Linked DNA regions of Sus scrofa: regions 1 and 3 are each linked to region 2. Evidence: chromatin contacts called from public promoter capture Hi-C data. All regions are on one chromosome and are shown on one strand. The core of a region is the stretch at or near the end of the contact, and the rest is flanking DNA. Distances in the headings are between cores, read along the strand shown.

Region 1 (2,700 bases), core at 38-2,537, 1.2 Mb after region 2:
TACACCACAGCCACAGCAACACAGATCAGAGCCGTGTCTGTGACCTACACCACAGCTCACCAGATCCTTAACCTACTTAGGCCAAGGATCGAACCCGCATCCTCATGGATACTAGTCAGGTTCGTTACCACTGAACCACAACAGGAACCCTGCAAACCACCCACTTTTAACCATGAACAGACAAGCAAAGATTGCCAGACACCTGAAGAAATTCTGTGTCAGATCTGTAACATCTGTGCCAGCACCATTCCTTCAATTATGGCAGCAGAAACCTAGAATCCTCTTTCTCCCTCACTCAGTCATCAAGCTCTGTTCATCCCAACTTCTAAATATTCCCCAGGCCACACACCTCTTTTCCTCCCTAATCTCCATACCACTGGTAGTCTGGGTTATTGTCACCTGTCATTTGGATATTTACCTTTCCCCTCCCTGCTTTCTCTCAGAAAAACTGATCACTTCACTCCTCTGGTTAAAAACCTTCAATGAGTCCACCAATGCCTTTAGGAAAAAGTCCATCCAAACTCACTAACCTGGTTTCTAAATGCCTTTCTAAAACATCATCCTAATCCGTCCCCACTTCCTCGGCTCACTGGTCCATACTCCACTGTTCCTCCACTGCTATCTGCCCTTCCTCCTGACCCTGCACTGTCTCTTCCTCTACTCTAGAAGTCTCTCTTCCAACCCTCTCTGCCTTGTTCCCTTTCCCAGCTAATCTCATCGTCGTTATTGTCTCGGCCTAGCTATCCTCAAGGAAGCATTCCTGATATACACACCTCAAATACTAAGGGGACACCGATTTAGCCCTAAGTAGGCATCACTCCAATTGTCTGTTTCACTCTGGAACATATCTTTTTTGGTCACTCCGATGCCCCAATATTCCAGCACGTTGCCAAGTACATAATAAGCATTCAGGACGCGTTTGTGAAATGGGTAAATGAGTGAATCAATCGTGAACCAAATACCCAGGACTTTCTACTGCATCAATTGCCCGCAATAAATTTTTAATGTAAATTAAAACTGATTAAATGAGCTAAAGTGTCTGAGGCTCTTGAAATCGATAAGGCGGCTGGCGGAGGTAGTCCAGGTCCCCGTCGGTAGGCCAGCGGGTTCCAGGGGCGGGGCCCGTGGGGCGGGGCCCGTGGGGCGGACCCAAGAACTCAGGTGTAAGGCGGAGCCTCTGGGGCAGTAGCCCCGCCCCGGGGCGGGGCGACTCCCGGCGAGGAGTAGGCGGGAGCCTGGGCGGGGCTCTCGGTGGGGAACTCCCCTTCCGAGGCCCAGGGGCGTCCGAGAGTCCGCGCGAGGCGCGGTGGTCGGGTCGTGCAGAGCGGCAGGGTGGCCCAGGTTACCGGCCGCGGCCGCCATCTTGCCGGCGTCTGGTCTCCCGCGGCGGGAGGGGCGGTGACCAGGCCGGAAGCGGCAGTACGGCTGCCGCGCTGCCTCCCAGGTCGGTGAGTGCGGCCCGGGCCGCGTCTCAGCTCTCGGGGTCGCGAGGCCCGAGTCAGGGGCTCGGGTGGGGCGGCCGCGAGGCGTCTAGCAAAGCCCAGTTGAAAGCTCAGGCGGGGGTAGACCCGGGGGCTTCCTGGGAACCGAGGCGTGGGTAGTCACGTTCCGCGCTGCGGTATAACCGCGCCGGGCGGCTGCGGGCCGGGCCTTGTAGCAGCAAACGGCCCGGAGGCGCGCGGGAACCTTCTCCGGGGGTGCTGGGTCCGCGCCGCAGCCTCGGCTGTGGCGGATTTGTGCGGGGCCGCGTCCTCGCACTAGACGAGAGGCTCAGCCAGGTGTCTGGAGCGTGGGAGTCACCCTCCGATTTCTGACTTCTCCGGCAGAGTCTCCCCTTTCTCTAGTTGTACTGTATTAAATACTTCTTAAAGGGCCTGGTCACCTGGTTAGCCCTGTCCTCTGCACGGACGAGTCAGGCAAATTCCATAAGAGGATAAAACCTCTCACATGTGCCCCGAGCATTCCTCAGTTACTTAGCAAAGGACTGCGTTTGCAGGCCTTTTGTACAACTGTATTTTAAGGGAAAATATGAAGGTATACGGAGGATCTCCTTGAAGATGGTGATGGGAGACATTTCTTGAAACTGCTGTTGTTATTTGTCATAATAAGGAAAGTTGAAGACATCAGCATTTTGTGAAAGGGTGTTTGGCTACCTTGTACATTTAGTGTTACAGAGATCTTCACTGTGCAGTAGCCAGCCAGAAAGAGTTGAGCTTGGATTTCTAAGACCTGGTAAACCCCCCAAAAAGTAATTTTCTCATTAATAATTTTTAGATTTGATTGTATGTTGAAAGGGTGATGTTTCTGATATTTTGGGTTAAATATATTGTTTAATCTATTTCTTTTTTTTTTTTTTTTCAATGTGGCTACTGGAATATTTTAAATTATATGGCTCACACTATGTTTCTATTGGGACAGTGCTATTAGAGATGTCCTGGTGAGGAATACAGAATCAGCATGGCTTTCTTTTGCTCAGAAACACTTGTTAAACTTGAAGGTGAGGATCTAAATATAAGCTGTAATGACTGCAAATTGCTTGCCATTAACCCCCAATTTTTCAGTGTCTCCAGCATTTGAAAACATTTATTTCCAAGACTGTTGAAGGGAATCCTAGTGATACTGACATATTTTTGATGGAAAGAACTCATTAGATTGTTAGAACTCTGAGTTGGAGGTAACGGTAGGTTCTATCTCCATCTT
Region 2 (2,700 bases), core at 13-2,512:
TGAAATAAAGGTGTTAGCCAAGATCGATGAGGCAGAACATTCCAAACAGTCGTAAGAGCAAATACCAAGGCCCTTAGGAGTGTAACTGCCCTGTTCAAAGATGAATTAGGGGCTTGAAGACCAGTGCGCTGAAGTTGACCAACTCGGGAGAGAGCAGTAGGAGAAAATTTAGAGAGCCAAGAAGTGGAGAGACTTTGGATTCTACTCTGATGAGAAGCCACTGAAGGATTTTATTGGTCAGAAGATTGACATGATTTTTTTTAAAGCTAGAAATATAGTAATAAAAAGCTATGTAAAAAGATGTGATCAGAGTTACAGGAACGAGCAAGGCAGCTGGACACCATCAGCAGCAGAGGCTGTTGAAAATCCTAGGCAGGAGTGACATGATTTGATTTACAGTTTAGGTAAATGATCAGAGTTGATTAGGGCAGAGCAGAAGACAAAAGCGACTACAGTATCTGGTAAGGAGAGACTCATGGTGGAGGGAGTAGTGAAAAATGGTCGAATTCTACATACACTGTGTTGGTGGAGCCATCAGGGTTTGCTGAAGGACCAAAGGTGTGATGGGAGAGGGAATGAGGCCAAACTGCTGCCACTTTGACTGGTCACACTCTCAGTAGTGCCTTTGTAAAAGGTAGAGATTTGTGAATGCCCTGATTCTACATTTGCATCTCAAAATACTTAATCAGAATTTCCAGGATGGTAGCCTTAGAAACAATACATTTAAAATGCTAATGATTCTTCTACAGCCATCTTGACCTGAGACAACTTGACCTGCTGCCTCAAGTCTCACTTGAGTTACCAGGGCTTCAGGGTACAAATTAGGACCACAACACCGAGCAAGGTACGTGGGTGGTGGGCTCGTGGACAAAGAGATGACTCCCATTTCTGTCCCTTTCGAAGAACGCAGGGACAACGTAAGATATCTTAAGTGGGTTAAGCTAACCATGGAAGGCTTCCTGAGGCCTTTATGAGGAGGGAATGGTGTAAGATGAATAGAAAAGATGACGGGGCGTGAGTGAAAGACAACAAGCGGCAGACGCCTGACCGCGGGTGGGCAGCCTCTCTGCCCTGACTCAGCACCTGAGCAATCGCAGCTCAGGCGCTCCACGAAAGCCACGCCTCTTCCAGAGAAGGGCCGGCCCATTTCCCCCCAGCAGCTGAAGTTCCGGTTTCCGGAAGGTCCTAATATTAGAAAGGACCAAATCGGATGAAGGTCGCGCGCCTTCTTCCGCCTACGTCACGATTTGCAAATATACCCGGCTGGTAAAGTGGGCGGGCACACATCATCAATCTGCGCAGGCGCGGTCTGTGGTCCACGCGCGGGATTATGCCGGCGCGGCACGTTTCACGAGTTCGGGCTCTGTATCGGCGTATTTTGCTGCTGCACCGGTCTCTGCCCCCAGACCTCAAAGCCCTTGGCGACCAGTATGTGAAGGACGAATTTAGGAGACATAAGACCGTTGGTTCTGAAGAGGCCCAGCGTTTCTTGCAGGAATGGGAGGCAAGTGACTGCTCCCTTTTTTCCGCCCCAGACCTTCGGGGTTCCTCAGAGGTGTCCCTGTTTGTCTCTGGGAGAGACGCCTGTCCTTGGCTGGTTTTCCCTGGGCCCCCTTAAGCTCGAACACGGCGGCAGGCTGTTCCGTTTAAATTAAACAGTGCAAAGTCGTTCAAACAGTACTTCGCAAAGTTACACCCCAAACTGGTCTCTTTTTCCCACAGGTTCTTAGCTGTAGCAGATCTTGCTATATCAGCGTCTCCAAGTCAGTTTAACTTTGCCAGGCACTGGAGGGGTTAAGAGAAGTTTATAAAATTAAGTCGCCGTCAAGTGCTTATAGAGTTTATCGTTTAACAGTTTTTTGTCTTCTCCAGCGCCTTGATAAATTTATGGTATTACTAGTTTTCAGTGTTTTAGAGGCTTGTTTCTATACATACTACTTTTAAAATCTTAGCGCTCTTTGTTGGGCTTTGATAACAAATCAGATAAGACTGGGGTGAGAGGATTACAAGCGGTGGGCGGAAAAGCTAGTCAGAGTTAAGTCAGGTGAAAGTTGGTTTCAAGTCACGTCATTTTTGTAATTGCTCTGCATTATTGCAGTAAATCTAGAGACACATGCATTGGGGATTAGCCCTTTGATTCCCCCTCCCCCTTTTTAGTGATGTCAGAAGATATTTATCGTATTTCATTCCGAATGTTTAGTGGGATTGGGAACCATTCAGGATTGACCATAGGTATGATGTACAAATAGAAGAAATGAATGGAATTGGCGAATAGGGCGACGTTTCAGGTATTTGAAAGCATGAAGCAGTGTTGATTTAAGAACCGAGGTAAGCAACTCTTCAGCCTAAAAAGTTGATGGTTAAAGAGAAGACTACTAAAGACGGTTTTTTGAAAAAAAGCTACAAAGAGTGAACACAGGGTGAACAAAGTGTGAACGTTAGGGTGAACACAAGTTTTTCACTGACTCACAGAATTTTGATGGTAGAATCATTGATGCTTGCAAGAGAGACATTTAGGACGGTGATGAAATTTAGAACTTGCCTGCAAAGCATGTGTATTGGATGTAATAATCCTGTCTAGAGCCAGGGAAGTTGAATTTTTTAAAATGCAGACTGCTTTCATTAAATATGGTTTAACTTGGTCTTGGAATCAGAAGAACTGGATTCAAATTCAGGTACCGACGTTATTAAATGTCAGAT
Region 3 (2,700 bases), core at 67-2,566, 1.2 Mb after region 2:
AATTATCTTGTGTTACTATACCTGATCAAAGGATGTTCAATTAAATCTGAATTTCATTAAAAAAAACCCCTCCTTTTTAGTACAAATGTGTCCCATATTTTTATTTGCTAAATCTGGCAACATTATGCTAAGAACAAATTAAAGAGGCTCCATACTATCTAAAAGTGAGATCTACTGGCACCCATGATTTAAAGAGTACATATCTCCCAAAGGGTATGTTTTTAAAAATTAGGCAAGAATAAATAGAGAACTACTGGTTGTCAGAAGACCTAGGTTCTACTGTGAGACAGCTGCAAAGAGTGCAGTCAGATCTGGTTTGAATGCCAGCTGTGCTACTTACTGTGGCCTTGAGCATTTTGTAACCACACTCCATTCCTACCCAGTTTCTTTCCCAATTTTGGAATACAGCTATTTCAGGAAGATACATGGCTAAAACCACTAAATAAGACTTTATATAAAAGTTTTCTTTTCCTCAGCTTTCTCAGTTCCCTGATTCTAAGACTTCAGGCCTGTTTCTTACCAGCAGACTGAGGGGCTGCCCTCTAACAGAGGTGTGAGATAACAGAATGCTGCTGGATCAGAAAAGGACAATCAAACAATGTTTATAGGAAAGCGACTTCAACGAGAAAATGAGGTTTGAGAAAAAAGGAAATTAACAACATAAGTAAACAAGAAAATTAGCTTAGTTGTCAAGTCTGGTTAAACTAAAAAAATCTGAAAGTAAATGTGAGAGTTCTGTCTGTAATCTTTATGTAAACACAAACAGAACGAGGGTGGGGGCCGCTAGAATTTAGAACTCAGCGCATTCGAAGACTTCCCTATTTCTCGCCTTAAGAGAAGCACCAAAATAAGGCTGCAATGGATAAAAAGTGTGCAAAAAAATTCCCTTGTGAGAAATAAAGCAGTCGGAGAGCAGTGATGTTGCAAAGCTTTTCGTCCTCCTTCACTCTGTTAGCCACTCTGAAGCCTCCACCCTGACAGTCACGGGGTCCTTCCCCAGGGGGAGCCCAGGGCAGCAAGCGCACGTACCTTCTCCAGCCTCCCTACGAAGCAGACCGGCTGGTCGATGAACTGAGTTACCATGCTGGCGTTGATGCGCGATTTGGGCAACTCCATCACGTCCACCATAACTGCAATGCAGGACCGACAGATGGCGGGAAACAAGCCGACAACTGAAACCTTGAGCTCGGCAGACGTCTTCGGGGCGGATTTCCCCGGCACCAATCCGCGGAGACCAGCACTCTCGCTCCGCCAATCAAACGCGCGGAAATCTCGATCACAGTCCCGCTGTCTCCGCCGGCGAAGAAGGCTAGGATGCGCCCGGAAGTGGGGATCGGCTGCTTAGTGACGCACAGCGTCCCGGAAGTTACCTGGACTCTCTGCGAAGTGTAGGCGGGGGCGGGGCTTGGATAGGGCGGGGCTAAGGCTTCCTCCCTTGATCTTGTCCCCCCCAGCTGCAACATAACCCCGGAAGCAGGGTGTCAGGCTCCGGTGCGGTGCGGCGGGGGACTGCGGCTCGAGCCTCAGGTACCTCTTATCGCGGGAGTCGCCGCAGCCTTACTGTTGCTCTTTCTCCCCACCAACGGATGCGGAAGAGAGAGGCGGGAGTTTGGTACTTGTCCCCCGCCTCCGTGGCATGCTCGTTGCTGCGCCACCGGCCATTCGCGTTTCCCCGCCTCCTCTTTCCGGGTTCTTCGTGGGAAGCGCGAGGTTCTTGTTGAATGAAATCTAGGGATCGGATTTCTTTTTGACACCCTTCCTCCCTGGAGACGGGAAGTGGGGTCGCCAGTGATTTTTCGCCTCCTTTGTGAAGCTCCTGCTCGGTGGCAGAGGGTCGGCGATTTATTGCCTCAGCTGCGTCACTTTCCATTGTCAATTTCCCCACCTGTGAGCTAAGAGGTTAACTTGATTATCTCTACGACCCTTTTTAGCCCCAACTTTTTGGCCACACTGTGGTGTGGGTTTTCTCACCTCCGTGTTAGCAACGAATTGAAACATTTGGGACTGAGTGAGGAAAGGACCACTGGGGTAGTAGAGGAAACGAATATAAATAGCTGTTAGATCCTGAGCAGGTGCGCTACTTCTTGAGACCTAATTTCCCCATCCGCAAAATGAGGGTGTTAGATAACTGAATGTATTGCAAGGTTCCAGGTGACAAATTTTGTCTTTGTGATTGACAGACTCTTCTTAACTCTCTGCTGATCTTTCCCTCCATTGCTTTCCACACCCAGGACTCTGGAGGGGAGGTCAGGAGGTGTGGAAGATAATTTGTTTCAAGGAAATTTGGGGAGGATTCTTGTCTTTTGCTGGCTCAAGTGTCTGTTGATTTTCAGGGCTTTGTTTGCCGGGATTTACCTTGCCAGAATATTCCAGAATGAGTGCTCATAAAAATACATGCCAGCGGTGCTCCAGAAATTGGGAACAAAAATTCACTGGGATTTTATTATTTTTTTGGAGACCGAGTTCATGAATTTGCCCAAGCCATTGAGGTACCTAGCTCGAGTCTCCAGTTTAGTCCCGCATCTGCCTTAAACTAAGGACACAGGGCAATTTAAGATGGAAATCTGTTGTACTGTAGTCAAATGATAGTTCCCCGCCCATAATATATATGTAAATATATTTGTCTTTTAATTTTGCTGTCACTAAAACAAATGTAAAGGATTTCATTAGTGGATGCAGGGCACATGTAAATTGGTATAT

The links. Promoter capture Hi-C pulls out the DNA fragments that hold promoters and counts their contacts.
Region 1: a promoter capture Hi-C map of liver shows a contact between it and region 2, with 4 times the contacts expected there. The contact joins the promoter of MIOS here to the promoter of SDHAF3 in region 2. A contact is called at or near these places in 1 of 5 promoter capture datasets (liver) and 1 of 2 datasets of contacts at active chromatin or transcription factors (alveolar macrophages).
Region 3: a promoter capture Hi-C map of fetal liver shows a contact between it and region 2, with 2.6 times the contacts expected there. The contact joins the promoter of RPA3 here to the promoter of SDHAF3 in region 2. A contact is called at or near these places in 1 of 5 promoter capture datasets (fetal liver) and 1 of 2 datasets of contacts at active chromatin or transcription factors (alveolar macrophages).

Annotation. Positions count from the first base shown.
Region 1 is chr9:77,850,534-77,853,233 of Sscrofa11.1, forward strand. MIOS (meiosis regulator for oocyte development) reads left to right here and starts at 1,288. Exons shown (of 12, transcript NM_001195353.1): 1 at 1,288-1,444; 2 at 2,419-2,497.
Region 2 is chr9:76,698,250-76,700,949 of Sscrofa11.1, forward strand. SDHAF3 (succinate dehydrogenase assembly factor 3, mitochondrial) reads left to right here and starts at 1,263. Exons shown (of 2, transcript XM_021063386.1): 1 at 1,263-1,504. The coding sequence starts at 1,331.
Region 3 is chr9:77,913,556-77,916,255 of Sscrofa11.1, forward strand. RPA3 (replication protein A 14 kDa subunit) reads right to left here and starts at 1,317. Exons shown (of 4, transcript XM_021102423.1): 1 at 1,030-1,317. The coding sequence starts at 1,128. UMAD1 (UBAP1-MVB12-associated (UMA)-domain containing protein 1) reads left to right here and starts at 1,390. Exons shown (of 4, transcript XM_021102419.1): 1 at 1,390-1,527.